Linked DNA regions of Gossypium hirsutum: region 1 is linked to region 2. The links are chromatin contacts, called in public Hi-C maps. All regions are on one chromosome and are shown on one strand. The core of a region is the stretch at or near the end of the contact, and the rest is flanking DNA. Distances in the headings are between cores, read along the strand shown. Region 1 holds the start of LOC107951287 (phosphatidylinositol-3-phosphatase SAC1). Region 2 has its middle 13 kb from the start of LOC107952193.

Region 1 (6,140 bases), core at 3,348-5,847, 610 kb after region 2:
ATAGTGTCACCAAGCTAGCTCGGGGTTCGGAGACCGTCAGAGATCCACTCATACTATCAAAAATTATTTTGGTACCAATGAATTCAACATTTTGAGTTATGGAATGTAAAGGGACTTGGTCATTTTGTTATGTGTCATAATTGATTTGGCCAAATGTGTTGGCTTATATTGGTTAGAAGTTCATTTTGCATAAGGCCATTGGAAGTGGGCTAATATTGGCTATAAGTATATTTATATAATGATGCTTTTCTTGGATGATGTGTTGATGTCTTGGTTGTGGATGTTGGTTGTATGTATATGCTTGGATTAGTACTATGTTATGTTGTGTAGGTGTGTGCCTTAAAGGGTGGCAAAATGGCTTGACAAATAGCCTTATTTTTGTCCACACAAGTAGACACACAGGCATGTCTCTAAGCCGTGTACGACACACGGCTTGCCCCACGAGCATGTGTTTAAGCCGTGTGTCCCCTGCACCTAAATTTTGAGAAACAGAATGCTCATAATTGAGCACATGGGCAGAGGCACGGGCATGTGTCTCAGCCGTGTGGATGACACGGTCTCGAACATGGGTGTGTGCCCTGGCAGTGTGAATCTGCACCTATTTTATGAAAATTAATTTTCCACACGGCCTAGCACACGGGCATGTGACTTGGCCGTGTGATCTCAATTTGTTCATGAGTTACAAGTCAAAAAGTTACATAGGGTCGGGACACGGGCGTGTGTGACCATACGGCCTACCCATACAGGCATGTCCTATATCCATACGGGCGTGTGACCCCTTTTTAGTGGAAAATTTTTTAAGTTTTGTAAAAATTTCTAAAGTACTCGCTTTAGTCCCGAATAACTTCCAATGCACATTTTCGGCCTTGTAGGCTCGTAATGGGGACATTGTGTAACAACCCAATTTTCAGTGATGTCAAAAAAATTGGTTCAAGACCACTAAAATCTGACAAGTGAGCTTATAAATTATTATTTAGTATTTATGAGACAATCGTGAATTTAGGAAAGCTTATGAATTAGTGATTTGTTCTTTAGAAATATTTATCAAATTAATTAGTTTTGAAATCGAGGTATCGAGACCTCGATTTCATAAATCGAGTCGTAAATATTTTTATAAATATTTACGGAGTGTCATTGAGTTAGTATTAAAGTTTCGTTAGGAAATTTTAACGTTTTGATAGTTAATTAATTAAAAAGGATCAAATTAAAAAAAATGCATTCCCGAGACTCAGTTCTCGAAAATCAGATTCGTAAATATTTATTAAAAATATTTACAAAGCTAGTTATGTAGTTAATTAGGTTTCAATTAAGTGAATTTGCTTGAATTAAAAGTAATTAGGTATAAGGACTAAATTACATATAAGGTGAAAGTTGAATTATATATTAAAGAAAATTAAAGGGGCTAAATAAGGAATTATGTCATTGCTCATAAATGAAGCCGCATAAGGAAGATTTTTGTTGAATTTAATATATATTATATTAAAATATCTTTTACTTAACATATAAGTATAAATATATATTATATTATATTATATTATATTATATTATATTATATTATATTATATTATATAAAACAAATAAAGAAAGAATAAATAAATAGAAAAAGCTAGGATTTTTAAGGGTTCCAAACTCAATTGGTAAGTCAATTTAGTCGTTTTTTTTTTGTAATTTTTATGTTTTTGGAATCTCGATATTAAATGCTATCCAACCCATGTCAAAATTTTAGAAATTATTGAGTTTTTTAAATGTTGTCTATGTTGAATAATTAGAGTATTAGGGACTAAATTGATAGATTTTCAAGTTAGAAATGAAAAAGAAATGAACTGTAGAATAAATTGTAAATTTTATGTAATAGGGACTAAATTGTGAAAAATTCAAAATTTAGGAATTTATGTGAAAATAGGGAGTTGAATTTAGTCTAAAGTGGAATTTGCATGAAAATAAAAAATTAAATGTGAGAAATAAAGTTAGTCTCGATTTAGGGACTAAATTGAAATTTAGGCAAATATTGAGTAAAAATTGAAATTTTCAATATGAAAATAGATTGTGTTGTATTGATGAATTTTAATTGTTTTAATTTCGTAGCTAACGTCGTACCAGAATCCTCGACTAAAAAGGAGAAAGATAAAGTCGACGTAGAATAGCTCGGAATTCCTGGTTTATATTATTATAATTCAAATTTATTTATTATTAATTGTGAATAATGATTAATATGCATGGTAAGATAAATTAAGGTGAGTATTGATATTGAATTGAATGAAAATGTACTGAATTGTGAAACTATGTGAATATATGGATTGAATATTGATTGAAAGGTGGAAAATGATTGAATTGAAAATGTGAGAAATTGTGATTGAATTGAGGTTATATGTGATTTAAATACCCTATTAACTAGTCGGGCTGAGTCGGATATAGTTGGTATGCCATAGGATTGGAAGTGTTCAAGGATACTTCGACCATGAGTCGATGAGACATTGAGTGTCATATTATTACTTCGGATAAATTTGATGACGTGTTGGGTACCAACTTACTTCGGCAAGGCCGATGAGACACTGGGTGTCACTCTATTACTTCGAATTATCTGATGAGGCACTGGGTGCCATACTGGTGTGTTTTGGTTGGATCCATGTATCCATCTGAGTCTGATTCATGTTAATAGGGGTAAATAAATGAATTGAATTGAGACATGAAAATGAAATGTATGAACCATGTGCTCATAGAATGGTTGTTGAATGAGATAGTGCTATGATTGAAATCGAAGAATGAATTGAAATGTGATTTGAGACACATGATTGTGTCATATAGTGAAAGCTATCGGGATAGTAAATTGATTGAATAGAATGAGTGCAAATACTTTATCTATGAAATGGTTATTTGTAAAACTATGTCTACCGTATGATAAAATGTGTATGCTTTAAAATATTATTTTTTCTAAAGTATTCGAATTATAGAAATACCACTGAGTTTTATACTCAATGTATGGTTTGTTTTTATGCGCATGTTAGGTTAAAGTCGAATTGCTGAATTAGTATTTAAGGCCAATCCCGAACTCATTATGGTAAAGTACATATCTTTTTGGTAATGGCATGTACCTATGACATTTGTATTTTTCATTTTGAAAAGTGTTGCAAAATATGTTATAAAATGTTAATGAATACATATATATATAATTTTATGTACTATATTAAGATTATAAATATTATGTTTTGGTATGAAAATTAGATTTGATTTGAATGAAGTAATTGAATTGATTGGGATATCATATGAGAAAGAATATGGTTGTTAGATAATTATGTAATGTTCATATTTGATTCCAAATATCAGGTAATGCTCCGTAACCCTATTCCGGCTACGGATATGGGTTAGGGGTTGTTACACATTGTGATTGAATATTAATGGTTCTAATTTGGGTGCAAAATTTATAACCCAAAATTGTATGTTTGTTAATGTGATAAGTCCGGTAATGCCTCGTACCCTCTTTCAGCGTTGAATACGGGTAAAGGGTGTTACATCTCGTTCCACTGAGAGGCTGAGTATAGGGGTTTAACTTATGCTACTGCTGAGATTATCTGGTTGGAATCATCGTTGGTTGAGTTAAAGGTTAGAATTAAAGGCCAAACTGTTGTGGGTGTGATAATTCAAGTGCAGTGGTTGTTTTAGCCAATCCAGTAATGCATTCCAAGTTCAAATATGTAGAATTGGACTTATTCTTTGTTAAAGAGAAAGTGAAAACAAGCAAATTGATGGTTGATCATGTTCCAATACAGGATCAGATTGGAGATGAGCTTACCAAACCTTTATTCGCACCTTTTTTCAACAAGTTTAGGTTTAGCTTTGGTGTTGTTAGCAAGTATAAACAAAAACAAGAAGAAGAAGAAGTCACTAGGAGGACCAGTAAATGTTGTAGTTGCTAGTTAGGTAAATTAGGTAATTCTGTTAGCAGTTGCTATTAGTTAAGTCAGTTAGTTCAATGTAATCTGTTTCAATTTCAGTTAATTTATCGGCTAAGAATCGGTTAGGATGATTGTTAGACTGAGTTTCTTGGTTGGTTCATTAGCTATTCTCTTGTATAAATGTGAGGCTTAATCCTATTGAGATTATTAGAGCTTTTGATATAAAATAAGTACTCTCTTTCCCCCCCTTTTTTTTTGTTTTCTTTGTGTATTTAAACACCTAATCTATTATTATAATATTTATATTTTAAAAATATTTTTAAAAATATTTTTATTTAAATTTAGTCTAATATTAATTATCTTATTTTTAAAATTAAACTTAGATATTATTATATTTTAGTTTCATAACCATATTATTAATAACACGTTAAAAAATTTACGAAAATTTATAAGAAATAATCAAATATAATTTAATTATTGCATACAATTAATATATGCATCGTAAATAAAAAAGCTATTATATGCATACAAATAAAAGATAACAAGTTATATTTCCATTAATTATTTAACTGTAGATAATTAAAAATAACATAATCGAATAGTTAAATAATTATTTTATAACAAAAGAAAATTTAATAATAGTTAAAAGACTCTCTGTATAATTTACTCTATATTTGTAAGTTACTTCAATGACACCACGCGGCCGGCGCCAACACAGTGGGTTAGGAATCGAATAGGCAAAGACTATATAGCCAAAGCCAACTCAGTTAAGAGTCCCAGAAATCCAAAAATGTTTTAATCGTCAAAGAAAACTAACTAGAAAACCAAAACCAAATGTCCAAGACATAACGCATAAATTGAATTGAGTCCCAAAATTTTACCACCAAAATGGCAAAATTGGAGAATTTGAAAACCAATTTGTCTCTTCCATACGCTAAGATCCATCCTTCCATTGATCCGGAGGCCGATCCCAATTCCTATTCTCTTGAAAAGTTCCGGCTTTACGAAACCCGAGCGGTAACAGTCCTTTCTTTTCTGTGTTTGTTCTCATGGCAAAATCATACAGTTCTCTTAATTTTAGCAACAAGGAAGAGAATGCTCTAAATTATTATTTTTTGTTCATTTTTGCATAAGGTTAGTTGCTGTGTAATTGTTCTTGAATTGGTATCCTTTTAAGATAAAAAGATGGAAAAAAGTGGAAATTAGGGTTTTGTATTCGATTCTCAAGTTTTCTGCTTACTGCGGGAGAAAAAAGGAGAAATTTCGAGCAGAAGAAACTAAAATCACAATATTAAAAAAAAAGTGAAAGAAGTAAAGAATTTCTCTTAAATCTGAAGCGACTAAAATTGATTATCAAGGAATCTTGAGGCTGCTGTTTGGTCGCTCTGAAAATTGCAATCTGGGTAGTTAGATTACTTTTATGTATGATTTTAATCTTGTTTTGTTCAGGATTGAGTTTTTTTTTTCTGGTTTCTTTAAACAGAGGTATTATTTAATTGGGAGTGATAGGAACAAGAAATTCTTTCGGGTCTTGAAAATTGATAGATCTGAACGATCTGATCTTAATATCAGTGAAGACCCAGTGGTTTATTCACCACAAGAGATCAAAAACTTGCTTCAGCGGATTGCCGAAGGAAATCGTGCCACTGGGGGCTTAAACTTTGTGGCAAAAGTTTTCGGGATTGTGGGTTAGTGACAATTTACTCTCTCTTGTTTTGTTTTTGAGGTATTGAAGGAATTGTTTCTATTAAACTCAGTACTACGTGTCGGAATCTTTTTAGGTTGCATCAAGTTTTTGGAATCATACTACTTGATTCTGGTTACAAAGCGACAGCAAATTGGTAGTATATGTGGTCATGCAATATATAGCATAGATGAGAGTCAGTTGATCACAGTTCCTCATGTTTCTGTTCAATCCGACATAGCGCATTCTAAAACTGAGCTGAGGTATCTCCTTTACTTTGCAAGCTTCATAATTAGTTTTAGGATTTGGTGAAAACCTCTGGATCTTATTTATTTCTTTTTTTTTTTTTAATTCAGTTTGAAACTAGAATTTCTATATCTTTTTGACATTACCTGCATCCATTTTATTCATTTATCTCTCTTGCATTCCTAGAAATATTTTTGTAGAATATGGATGCAATTGGAAGACTAATCTATGTATTGACACTGAAACGTACCATTAGAAGTGTTTTTTTTTTTACTATTAGTAGGTTGCTAGGTAGCATTTATAGTTTCTTGGTTTCA
Region 2 (6,045 bases), core at 655-3,154:
AAAAAATGAGTGAAAAACGAGCGAAAACTGGAGCAAGTTATAGGAGCCACACGGGCTGGCCTCTTCCATAGGGCTGTGTGAGCCACATAAGCCATGTGGTAGACCATGTTGATTTCGCTGTTTGCACTCTAAACCTGCGGAAAAATGCGATTTTTAAGTTTTTCGGGCATTCTGAGACCTATATATAACAAAAATAAGAAGATAAGAGTGAGTCGTTATCGAAAACTCAAGAAAATAACTCGAAGAACACTATTGAAGCCAATTCTGAAGCAGATTTCCATCAAGATTAAAGATTCTATTTTTATTTCTTTGTAGATTATTATCAGTTTCTTTCTTTCTTGTGGTTATGCTATATTTTGGATGTTTTTATTTGCAAGCATGAACTAATTTTCTAAATATCTAGTGAGATGAACCCTATGATGAATTATGTCGTTTGATTTCTATTTTACGCAATAAATACTTAGATATTGTTCTCAATTATGTGTGTTTAATTCTTGGTTTGATATTTCTAGATTATTGATCAATGTTTGATGTGCTTAAATCAGAAGAGGAATGAGCCTATTTAAGAGTAGATCTAGCGAAATTGAGTGGAGTTGCATGTAATTCTAGAAATAGGACGACATAAATCTACCATATTAGAGTCAAACCTAATAGAGGAATCCATAGATAGGGTTAATACAATAATAAGGGTTTTAATTACAAAGAAATTTCAATTAATCAACCTAGAGTGCTCTTATTCTTGAAGAGAGATATTAGCATAATTTAGGGATTTCTACAGATCAAGATACTAAGCGAAGAAATTGTGTAATTTAGATTAATAATGATAGATGAAATTTAGATGAATTTTTTCATGGGTATTGTTTTGATTATTAGTTGTTTACTCAATTATTTGCCTAATTTGTTATTTGTCGCGTTCATAGTTAATTAATTTAGTTAATTCTATTTATCAATCAATTGCTCTAATTATTCGGTTAAACAATAGAAAGAAGGCAATTACTAGTACTTTTAGTCCTCGCGAGAACAATATCTTTGCTCACTGTAACTATACTATTAATTAATAGGTGCATTTGCCTTAGTTAGATTTTTAGTTGGTTTACGATTGCATCAAGTTCTTTTCTAGTCTGTGTGTTTGCTTGAAGAGAAGCAAAGATTTAAGTGTGAGAATTTGATCTGTCATAATTTAATATGGCAAATTGAGTCATTTTCAATACTTAACAACCTTTGAATCAAGAATTTTAATGTTATTTTAATAGTTTTATGATTTATTTGTTATTTATGTTTTGTCGATTAAAATAAGCCTTGTAAGATATTTATTGACAAATTAAGCAACATCATTCCTAATAAATTCTAACTAAGTGATGTAATTGGTGTAAGAAACTGACTTGAGCTAAATGGCATAGATGTTAGAAGATTGTTGAGAATGTTGCTGCATTGGATACACGAAATCATGACATTAAAGCTGAATATGTACCTAGGATGAATTTCGAGATACATCATCATTGTAGGTGGACTATGACCAAGGTCACGACATTGGAGGTTAAGAGTAGCGACATTGAAAAAGTGAAGTTACAAATTTTGATAAATAAAGTGAACTTTTATTGTTATTTAAAACATTTCATTTTTACAATTTAATTACAAATCGTGTAAATATATAACCTTTGCGTAAGAAGGGAACTAATACTAGTAATAAATAAAAGCATCATCATGTTAATCTTTTAGGTTCTTTGATGGAAAACTCTCTGAAAGTGGTGACGGTGATGGTGATTCACAATTATCTGAAGATCGTAACACCAAGAAAATTAGGTTTAAAGATGATTCCGATGGGGCTTCTGTGGATATGGCTATGGACTCTGATCCACCTTTAAGTGCGACAATGTCATGGAAAGACAAACTCTTTGGGGCTGGTTTGTCTTGTGCTGGTCAGGAAGTTGCGGGGGTTGATGGGGGAAGTGATGGAGATTTTATTCTGTTGGACGATGATATTATAAGGTCCACTGTTAATGGAATCCCGACAATTGATTTCTCCGATCGAGTCAAAGAAATTTTATACAAAGAGATGGAGATGACAGTAGTTTTAAAACTACTAGGCCAAAATATCAGCTATGGTGTTCTGTTTATTCGAATTAGAAACCTTTGGAAGCATATACATCCATTTCAATTAATGGATATTGAGAATGGGTATTTTTTGGCTAAGTTCTAGAACAAGGAGGATTATGACGATGTTTTAACACAGGGACCATGGATAATTTTTGGGCAATATTTGACAGTCCAACCGTGGACAAAAGACTTTTCTCCCCTTCAACCATACCCAAGTGTAGTTATGGCGTGGATCAGGCTACCTGGATTACCTGGGTTTATGTACAAGAGGATGATCCTCGAGGCAATTGGAAGCATGATCGGTAAGGTTGTAAAGTTTGACTTTAATACCGATAATAGAACTAGGGGCAGATTTTCCAGAATGGCTCTGTTCATCAACCTGGATAAGCCTCTCATTTCTCAGATTTGTGTTAATGGAAAAATTCAGAGGGTGGAATATAAAGCCTTACCAACGGTTTGTTTTACCTGTGGAAAATACGGGCATGTGAGGGAGTTGTGTCCCTTATTGAAAGAAACATCGGACAAAGCTAGTGACAAAGTGGTGATTGACGGTGGTTCAAGCAACAACAATGGCTACCTTAGGAAGGACTCTGAACCAACTTTCAGTCCTTAGATGTTGGTGGAGCATAGATCCCAGTGAAGATCAAGGAACTCTCAGAATTCTGGTGGTATGGTTGCTAGAAAAGGGAGGTTGGGCTCCAAATTTAATGTCCTTAACATTAAAGGTAAGAGGACTGGCAGTGAAGAAGAGACGACAAAGGCAGATTTTGGGGGATTAAACGCTAATGCGGTGGAATCTGATTTGATTCCCCTTGATTCTAGGGAAGAAAATAATATTAAATCTGTGACTTACCCGCATATTAAAGCTACTAAAAAATTGGTTCTTGATTCAGATGCCCAAAAGAATATTTGCAATCCGGGCCTGAATTTGGAAGCCTAAAAGAATACTACTAAATTAGTTACTAAGCGCATGGGGGGAAGAGTCCATTTGGGCCAAGAAAATGACAGAATAAGGCTGAAAAGTCTGAGGAAAAATATAATGATTGATAGTGGGTCAAATGGGTCTCTGGTTAGGCCGCCATCCAAAGAGAACCCAAACGGATTATGTTTGCAGGCTTGTCCAATTGAAACAAATCTTTTTGCATCCAGTATACATATGAATTCAAGGACCACAAGTATTCAAGCTTGTGGATCGGTGGAAAACCAAGATAGGCCTTTGCCTCTCTCCAGGCCCGTTAATGACCAATAGCTTTCTCCTGCATAGTCCAATTCCAAGAAACCTTAGGTTTTTCCAAATGTTAAATTAATTTCGACTAACCTAGAATTTGTTACTGTTTTTTCGGATGCAGGTAACTTTGGAAACCATTTTGACTCTAAACTGCGAGCTAGCAACTCAAATTATATCAAGGCATATTTCAACCCAGCTTTTGAAGGCCTTGTAAAGGTTGAGGTCCAGCTAACTGATAATATTTTAGATCAAGGGAAACACTTTGCTGTCACTTTTAAAAAATTTTCTAATTCTCCTTATTAGTCTAAAGGTCATACTTTTGAGCCTATAAGTGCAGGCAACACAGGAAATAAGGATCGAAAAAGCAATGAAAATTTTGGCATTACTAAAGGAGGACATAATAATAGTAATGTCTTAAAGGGACGCGAGAGTATATTTAAAGCTTCTGTAAACTCACGAGTTTCTTTAGCTGACTCTATGAAATAGGTGGCAAAGCTTATATCCTCTGACCTCTCGAACGAAGATAAAATGGGAGTGCTTGTTGAATCTAACCCTAGTGGATTGAATGATTCCCGATAGCAATGGTATGGTTCTTTACAATTTTTTATTAATTATGAATCTCTCGATTTTTTCTTAGAATTGTCAAGGATGCACCAATGCCAGATTTCCTCGCATTTTTCGTGGGTATACTATGGAGTACAGACCAAATATTATTAGCTTGTTCGAAAGTAGAGTTAGTGGGCCCAAGGCTGATAAAATTATTGCACATTTGGGATTTCAATTTTCTCACCAAATGGAGGCTATTGGTTATGCTAGGGGCATTGGATTGGATGGAATAAGTCTGTTAAAGTTGAGATTATACGAAAACACCCCCAATTCATTATTACTCGGGTTTGGCTTAGTTTTTCGTCAAATTTGATTTCAATTAGGTTCATTTATGGAAGTCCTAATTGTCAGAAGCGGAAAAACCTTTCGTATGATTTGAGAGATACTATTCCTGTTGGGCAAACTCCTTGGATGGTGATCGGAGACTTTAATGCTATTCTTTCCTCAAATGAGAAAATGGATGGCCTTTCGGCTGGCAAGAGATGCCCTCACTTTGGTAATTTTGTGAAATTGGCTAACCTTCATGATTTGGGGTTCAGGGGACCTCCCTTTACATGGCATAAGGGTAAATCTGTTTGAAAGATTGATTCGTGCATTGGGAAATGAGGCTTGGGTTAACTATTTTCCAAATAGCTTAATTACTCATCTTCTAAGGATTAAATCTGTTCACGGACCTCTTCTCTTCAGCCTCAATCCGAGTTTAGACTTGCCTAGGGGAAGACAATTTAGGTTCTTAGCAGGCTGGGTTGAACACCTTGATTTTGATAATCTAGTGAAGAATCAGTGGGACTTTCAAGGGAATATGTCCGTTGTAACATCCCAAATTATGGCCTAGTCAGAACAGTGGTTTTGAGACCAAAAATCTTAGATAGAAATAATTGTTTTATGATTTTTATGAGGTCCATGATAGGTATACAGGCTTGTGAAAAACTTTTCATGAAGAAATTCTATGCATAAAATGTCTAATTGAACTGTAGGGACCAAAATGAAAAAGATGCAAAACTTGTGTTCTAGAAGCTTTAAGCATGAAATTGCAATAGATTATTAATTAGAAGGACCTAATTAGCAATTTGTCTAATTTTTAAAAGTTTGGACAAAAATGGACATGCATAGGAAAAATTTGAAAGAAAGGCTTTAAGGGCATTTTAGTCATTTGGTAATTAAATGAATTACAAAGGGAAAAATCAAGTGAAAATGTTGTCCATCTTCTTCAAGGGGTGCCTAAAATTGAAAGGAGCCATAGCTAGGGTTTCCAAATTTTCCAAGCTTGATAGTAAGTCAATCCTAGCCCCGTTTTTAATGTTCTTTGCATTTATGAAATCCTTGAAGCTTAATCTATCTATTTCTACCCATATTTTGAGCTAGGATTTGTGTTCAAAATGTTACTCATGTGTGACATGCATGTTCTTTGGTGTTTTATGAGGGAATATATGAGTTTGATGTATGATGAACATCTTTTGTTAAATGATTTTGCATGAAAACACCTAAAAAGGACTAAATTGAAAGCAATGTAAATTGAGTGATAAAAATCTGTTTTGATGAGTAATGTGGGCTTTTATGAGTATAAGAAATATTTGGCTAGGCTTGGGCAGTAATGGAAATGAGTACATTTCAATATGCAAGCCTAGAGACTAAATTGCAATTTTGTAAAAGTCTAGGGGAAAAACTATAATGGTTTCAAAATTGTGATTTATGGACTGAATTTGGCAATGTGATAATTAAATAAGTGTAATTTTCTATTATAGATCAAGAAAAATGGAGTCCGAACCTAAACCAAAGGAAAAGAAAGATTTTGGACTAAAACGTAAAGTTGGCAATATTTTGTGACCGAGGTAAGTTGTGTGTAAGTAATTCAACAAATTCATTATCGTGTATTTAATGCTTGATGTTATATGAAATATGTGTATATGCTCTAATGGAATTTGACTTGAAATGATTTAATAACAATTTGATGATAGCTTTGTATTTCAGAAATCCCGGGTGACCCTAAGGAATACTTAGGATTTGGATGTCACGAAACCATGGTTAACGAGATCCCGTGTAAGACCATGTCTGGGACATGGCATCGACGTTGATACGTAACCCCGTGTAAGACCATATCAGGGATATGGCTT

The links. Hi-C and Micro-C count contacts between places; a contact is called where the count stands out from the background.
Region 1: a Hi-C map of seedling shows a contact between it and region 2, with 2.6 times the contacts expected there. The contact joins the promoter of LOC107951287 here to the enhancer-like site in region 2. A contact is called at or near these places in 2 of 34 Hi-C or Micro-C datasets (leaf and seedling).

Annotation. Positions count from the first base shown.
Region 1 is chrA02:35,206,877-35,213,016 of Gossypium_hirsutum_v2.1, forward strand. It overlaps LOC107951287 (phosphatidylinositol-3-phosphatase SAC1), which reads left to right and starts at 4,598. Exons shown (of 16, transcript XM_016886282.2): 1 at 4,598-4,910; 2 at 5,377-5,581; 3 at 5,675-5,840. The coding sequence starts at 4,782.
Region 2 is chrA02:34,599,102-34,605,146 of Gossypium_hirsutum_v2.1, forward strand. No RefSeq gene overlaps it. Among protein-coding and RNA genes, the nearest start is that of LOC107952193, 13 kb to the right of the region's middle. Within about 2 kb of position 1,905, at least 8 of the 9 cell types and tissues checked have an H3K27ac peak or open chromatin away from gene starts, as enhancers often do. A contact at or near this core is called in leaf, where this site is marked.